2 separate regions of the Anas platyrhynchos genome follow, and region 1 is linked to region 2. Evidence: chromatin contacts called from public Hi-C data. All regions are on one chromosome and are shown on one strand. The core of a region is the stretch at or near the end of the contact, and the rest is flanking DNA. Distances in the headings are between cores, read along the strand shown. Region 1 overlaps CDC42BPA (CDC42 binding protein kinase alpha). Region 2 holds the start of CDC42BPA (CDC42 binding protein kinase alpha).

Evidence for each region. Hi-C and Micro-C count contacts between places; a contact is called where the count stands out from the background.
Region 1: a Hi-C map of subcutaneous adipose tissue shows a contact between it and region 2, with 4 times the contacts expected there. The contact joins the enhancer-like site here to the promoter of CDC42BPA in region 2. A contact is called at or near these places in 4 of 8 Hi-C or Micro-C datasets (F1 follicle, liver, skeletal muscle and 1 more).

The regions. Positions count from the first base shown.
Region 1 is chr3:19,825,039-19,828,039 of IASCAAS_PekinDuck_T2T, reverse strand. It overlaps CDC42BPA (CDC42 binding protein kinase alpha), which reads right to left. Exons shown (of 37, transcript XM_072035491.1): 17 at 1,574-1,698. Among named protein-coding and RNA genes, the nearest start is that of COQ8A, 88 kb to the left of the region's middle. Within about 2 kb of position 1,334, at least 3 of the 8 cell types and tissues checked have an H3K27ac peak or open chromatin away from gene starts, as enhancers often do. A contact at or near this core is called in subcutaneous adipose tissue, where this site is marked.
Region 2 is chr3:19,725,899-19,728,598 of IASCAAS_PekinDuck_T2T, reverse strand. CDC42BPA (CDC42 binding protein kinase alpha) reads right to left here and starts at 1,407. Exons shown (of 37, transcript XM_072035491.1): 1 at 1,266-1,407; 2 at 560-777. The coding sequence starts at 755.

The sequences.
Region 1 (3,001 bases), core at 85-2,584, 100 kb before region 2:
TCTCCTTAATGTTTGCCCATAGTATTTCTTTTTTTCCTTTTTAAACCTCTTTCCCCTCCCCCCAAATGATGTCTGATACATGCAAGATGCCTTATCACGTATCTAAACCAATTCAGCAGTACGTCTTCAAATATTAAACTCTCTCATAAATTGGAAAGGGACTTTCTGAATAGGCAGTTGGTACATTTTTACACCATGTCAAGCAAAATAATCCACATTTAATGATGACTTGTCTTCTTCCACAACTCTAAACTTTTATGAATGCTTTCACACGTAAATCTGAAAAAAGATTTACAAGCATTTTTTTTTTTAAAAAAACAACATGCAATGCAATATAACAAACTTATGTCTCTTCTTACCTTGATTTTTTTTCTAAAGAAAATATTTCTGATCAGCTACAAATACACCACGCATTAAAAACAGCTTTAGTAAATATATGTATTTTTACTTCTCTGATGCAGGCAGTCTACTAAGAGTTGTATGAGATGTGGTTTAAAAGGAATATGCACAATTGGACCCTTAATATATTTTTTTTTAACCTCTGCAATGAATTCACTGTCTTGAGATGTTATTAACTTCATGACACAGATTGGAGGTACATAATTTTATGTAACAGGAAGTTTTACACACTTCCAGAAACCCACAGAACAGCCTTCCTTCTGGGTATGTATCACATGGTTGTATTCAGAAACCAAACTTTCTATTTAGACAACAAAATTATATTGACCATATAACAACTAACGATCTAGTTTTCATTAAAACAAGTATTTCCCATTTTTGCTTTGACATGTCAAGTTAGTTATTTAGTTGAGACAGATAAAATGAGAAAGAATATTAGTAAATCAAAAAAAGACGATTACATGGTGATGAAGTCTTCAGAGAGGAGATTGATCTTTACAAAAAATATCTGGATACAAACTGTTCTCGTAGGTGCTAAACACTAGACGGAGCCATAAAAAGGAGGGGGAAGGAAAACATGAATGAAGGGGAAAAATGAAAGCCGTCTATAAAAAGCAATCTTATCCTTTTGATAGTTTCAACTTGTTATTTTTCCCTTCATTTATTAGAACTGAAGACAGAAGACTTTATAAACATAAAATCATTATTTAACAGAAATATTAAAAAACCCACCACTTGACTGGCATTGGGATAGTCTCAAACCTTCTGCCTTACTGCCTTATAAAAAATCACATAAAAGTACTATATTTGTTTCACTCTGCCACATGCCAAGCAGATGAAGGAAATTAATGCTGAGACACAAATACTCTCAAGTCACTGCTTTTCCCAGGCTTGTTCCTCCTTGGAGGCGTGAGCTCAGCAGCACATGATTCCTTTCAGCATTCTTCCAAAGCCACAAGCCACACCCAATGGCTATGATTCTTTTGCACTTAAATAGTTGTGTTTGCAAAGACACTTTCGCTCTTAAGGAGGAACGCAATTTTCCAGATATGGATATTATTAAAATCTCATGCAAAAATACAGCAGAATCCTGCCTGGATGGTGTGCAAATTTCACTTAAGCACTTGCGAATTCAAAAACTCAGCAATAGCCCTACCACATACTGAGTACTCACCACTGGATGATCTCAGTGATTTGGGCCTCCCAGTGGGCCACAGACTCCTTTTTATCAGCTAGGTCTCTCATCTCTTCTTCCAGCTGCCGGTTATTCATACTCAGCCTCTCAAACATGGTGGTGAGCTGAATGAGAAATTTAGGAACTTGTTAAATGTATAAGCTACTGTGACTCCATCACATTACAAACTCGGAGCCATGTGTTCCCTCTCCCATTTCATACATCTGCTTTAAAAATATTTAATGCCCATTACAATGAACACCATGCAACAATAAAAGCCAGAATAGTTTCTCTGGTATGACCTCAACTGTACTGAAAGGTCTGTTTAAGAACTGAAACTTCATTTTTGCTCTAACAAACACATTAGTTTCCAGGGAATTACTCTCCAAAAACCCATACAACTCTAAGACAGTTTCTGTTTTGCACCATATAGATCGGGAATACTCTCTATATGAAAAAGCCAAACAAGGGCACAAAAATAGTTACAGCCGAGATAAAGCTGCTCTCTCTCTCTCTCTCATTTAGTAACCATGGAGAATGAGAGGCTTAACAGATACAACCACAAGTCAGTCCTGAGGTTCTCGAGGTATTTTACATTCCTTTATTTTTCATTGCACTCACTTGCAGACATGGAAATTGAAATAAAATGCAAATCTCTACGTACAAAATGGAATACCTAGCTATTAACCTTACTCACACTTACACAGCTGTCACTCATACATGCACCTTCTGCAAGACAAAAGCCACAGCTAATCTGATTGGGTATGGGGAACTAAACCTTCATTATGCTAAATAATTATTCACAAAATCAAACTGGAACCAGACATCAGATTGACTTTATAGAAAGGCCTGCTGAGGAGAATGAATCTCACATAAAAGGTTTCTTTTAGCACTGAAATACATTAACAAAAATCGTGAAGAAATAACATTTTTTAATCTATGCTGCTCTTTTATGCTCCTAATATTACTCTGCTGCATATTTACCATTCAGTGGACTTACGATTTAAATATGCCAGTTGTTTAAATGCCATTTTACAAGACAAATACAAAGCTAACCAAATTTAAAGAAAAAAAGAACATGCAAAAAGACTATCAAAATGACTAGTCTCTTGCTGTTCTTTGACTAGACCTACATATAGGCATATATGTTACACTGCTTACACTGGTATTAAAATACACTTTAATTTGAACACTGACATGCAAACATCCTTGCTTTGAAGAACACTGTACTTTCATCGTATTTTTAGATTTTTTTTTTGCATTAAAGAAAGAACAGACAAGTTTAGCAAGACTTGACTCATCCAAAATGAACTTGAAAAACCTCTCAAAATGAACAAGAGGTAACCAAAATGTATGAAACATAAATATTTATATATGAAACATAAATATTCCTTGCTCAATAGTCTTCAATTAAATTGTCTTATCCTT
Region 2 (2,700 bases), core at 158-2,657:
TGGACTGCCGTCATTCAACCGTTCTCATTGAAAACTTATAAATACAGTGATGTTGCACTAAAACTAAGGAAGAGAATGGAATGGAGGATGGGGAGGACACCATTTCATTCTGATTTTCAACTTCATCTCCTAAAGTCAGCAATGATGCTACGTTAAAGAAAACGAAGTATTTATCCCCATTTTCACTCCAGACAACAGACCGAGGATTGCCTACTGAGCTGTTGGTCTCCAAATATCACAGAATTGGTCCCTCATCCTTCTCTATTCCCATTACCTTCAGGACACAAACCCCAACACCTGGGTATATACACTTCATGGACCAGAATCTGAACCATGCCAAAAACATAAAGTCCATTTTACACACACACCTCAAAAACAAATAACCAATAGGAACCTCTTGTCAGGACCACCAGCACCATGTTCAAGTGCAGTTCAGCTGACAACATTTCACAGGAACACACCGTTAGACTCAGTCCCCTCTCACCCATCAATGCCAAAGACAAAGCAGACACCAACACGGGCACACGCACCCAAAACAAACGCACCTATTCCAACTTACCCCATTCCAGATACTCGAGGATGTTCTTCTCTCTTCTCAGCGGGGAGTTATTGCACTCATCGTACAGGCAGATGAGGATATCCAGCAAGGTCTCCACGCTGAAGCACTGCCCGTTGCTTTGGGTCGGCCCATCCAGAATGAACTGCTCCAGCTGCTTCAGGCGCACTTCTCCAGACATGGCTGTTTCGCTTTGCATTGGGGGGTCTTTTTTAAGTATACTTCATCCAAAAAAAGAAAGAAAAAGGAAATGTCAACCGGATTTTTAATAAAATTGTGGTTGTGCTTCATTTTTAGGTCCCTTCAGCATTCCCAGCTTGAAAGTGAAGCCCAGCAAGTTTCAGACACGGATGCATAGAGCGCGTGTCTGCGTGCATCGTTGTTAAGAAGAGAAAAACCACTTAATATGGTTAGCGATGAAAAATATCTATCTGTTTCTGACACGTCAATGGTAACAGCTACCCTGAAATTCAACCACGGCTGCGTAGAGCCGATTTCACCACCCCAGCCGCCTCAGACTGAGCCGTTTGCACGCTGAGGCAGCTCTCCCCCTCCATCCAGCATTCGGGTCACGCAGGACGAGCCCGAGCGGGGTCCGACCGCATCCCTACGGCTTCGGATCCCCCGTGCAGCCCTCAGCCAGGCCTGCTGAAGGCACAGCCCCGTCCCGCGGAGCCTCGCCCTTCCTCCGCCTGCCCCCGCTGCTTACCGGGTGTCCTCCCGAGGCCTCTCAGCGCTTCAGGGCAGCCGACGGCTTCATCGCCCCCCGCTCCTCCGATGCAGCGCCAAGGGGCGGCCCCGGCACGGCGCAGGGGAGCGCTGGGCGCCCTGTCAAAGCCTCCCCATGGCCGCGGCGCCACCGCCGCCGTCCTCCCTCCCTCCCTCCCTCTCCCTGCTCTCCGCGGCTGCTGCTGCTGCTGCTGCGCGTCCCGCTGAGGCCCCGGCAGCGGCTTCACTCCCGGCGGGGCGGCGCTGCCCCGGCCTCGCTCCCCCAGGCCAAGGGCATCGTTCCCCGGGGCGGGCGTCCCCCCCTCAGCCCGGCGCCCTCCCCTCAGCCCGGCCCGGCCTCGCTCACACGCAGCAGCCGCCGCCGAGCTCGCGGCAGCCCAACATGGCGGCGCGGCTGGGGAGGGGGGAGCCGCCGCCGAGCGCCGCCGCAGCGCGGGGAGCCGAGCCCGGGAGCCGCCGCTACTGCTGGGATTGAGGGGAGGAGGCTGCCGGGGGCGGGGGGGCTGCAGCAGGGAATGCAGGGAGACGGGCGGGACCGGGACCGGCCCCGGGGAGGGGAGGCTCAGGGCAGCGCGGCCCCGCCTCGGACCCGGCCCCGGCTCCGGCTCCGGCTCCGGCTCCACACGGGGCTCGCCCCTCGCCTCGGGACGGCGGGGCGCGGGCAGGCGCTGAGGCGGGGCTCCCTCGGCCGCCTCGTGTGCTGTGGAGAAGGAAAATGGATGGGCTGTGTGTGCTTCAGGGAGGAGCAGCGCGCTGCCTGGTTGGTAAGCACGGGAATGACAGCCAAGGGCTTGGACAACGTCTTGTGGAAGGAAGAAACTCTCCTAGCAACTCATGATGAATGACAAAATGTGCAGAGAATTTGACTCCAAAAGCTTTCTACACAGAAACTCTCCACGAAATGTCTTTGGAACTGCTGAAAATATAGGTGAGCTTGTCAGAGGTAGAAGAATTAACATTAAGCTATGACGTTGGGGACAAGGCAAGGGTTTCCTTCCTATTGGCAACTGCATTGAAGACAATGATGATACTCATATTGCCGTAATTAGGAAAAGTCTTAATTCAAACCTATTTTAAAGCTTCAGCACAGCCCTTTCAGGGAGAGAGCAGGGAATGATCAGCCCTCTCCCACTGCACACCTTGGGTCTTGTCACCACAGCAAAGAACGAGGTCTTCTCCTGCACTCTACGAGTGGTGTTGGACTTGGACCTGCTTCAGGTGTTGCAGAAGGCAGAGCAGAGAGGACGCTCCACGCTTCTGCTGCATTCAGCATGCTCAATTGCCTCTTCCCAAGCATCATACATGGTGCTCCTAACCCCAGAGTTTTATCCTTATCCTCTCCTTATCTCTGGACACAAATTGGCGGCACTTTCCAGGGGATAAGAAAAGCTCTGTAGGAAAGAGCATAAATGCAG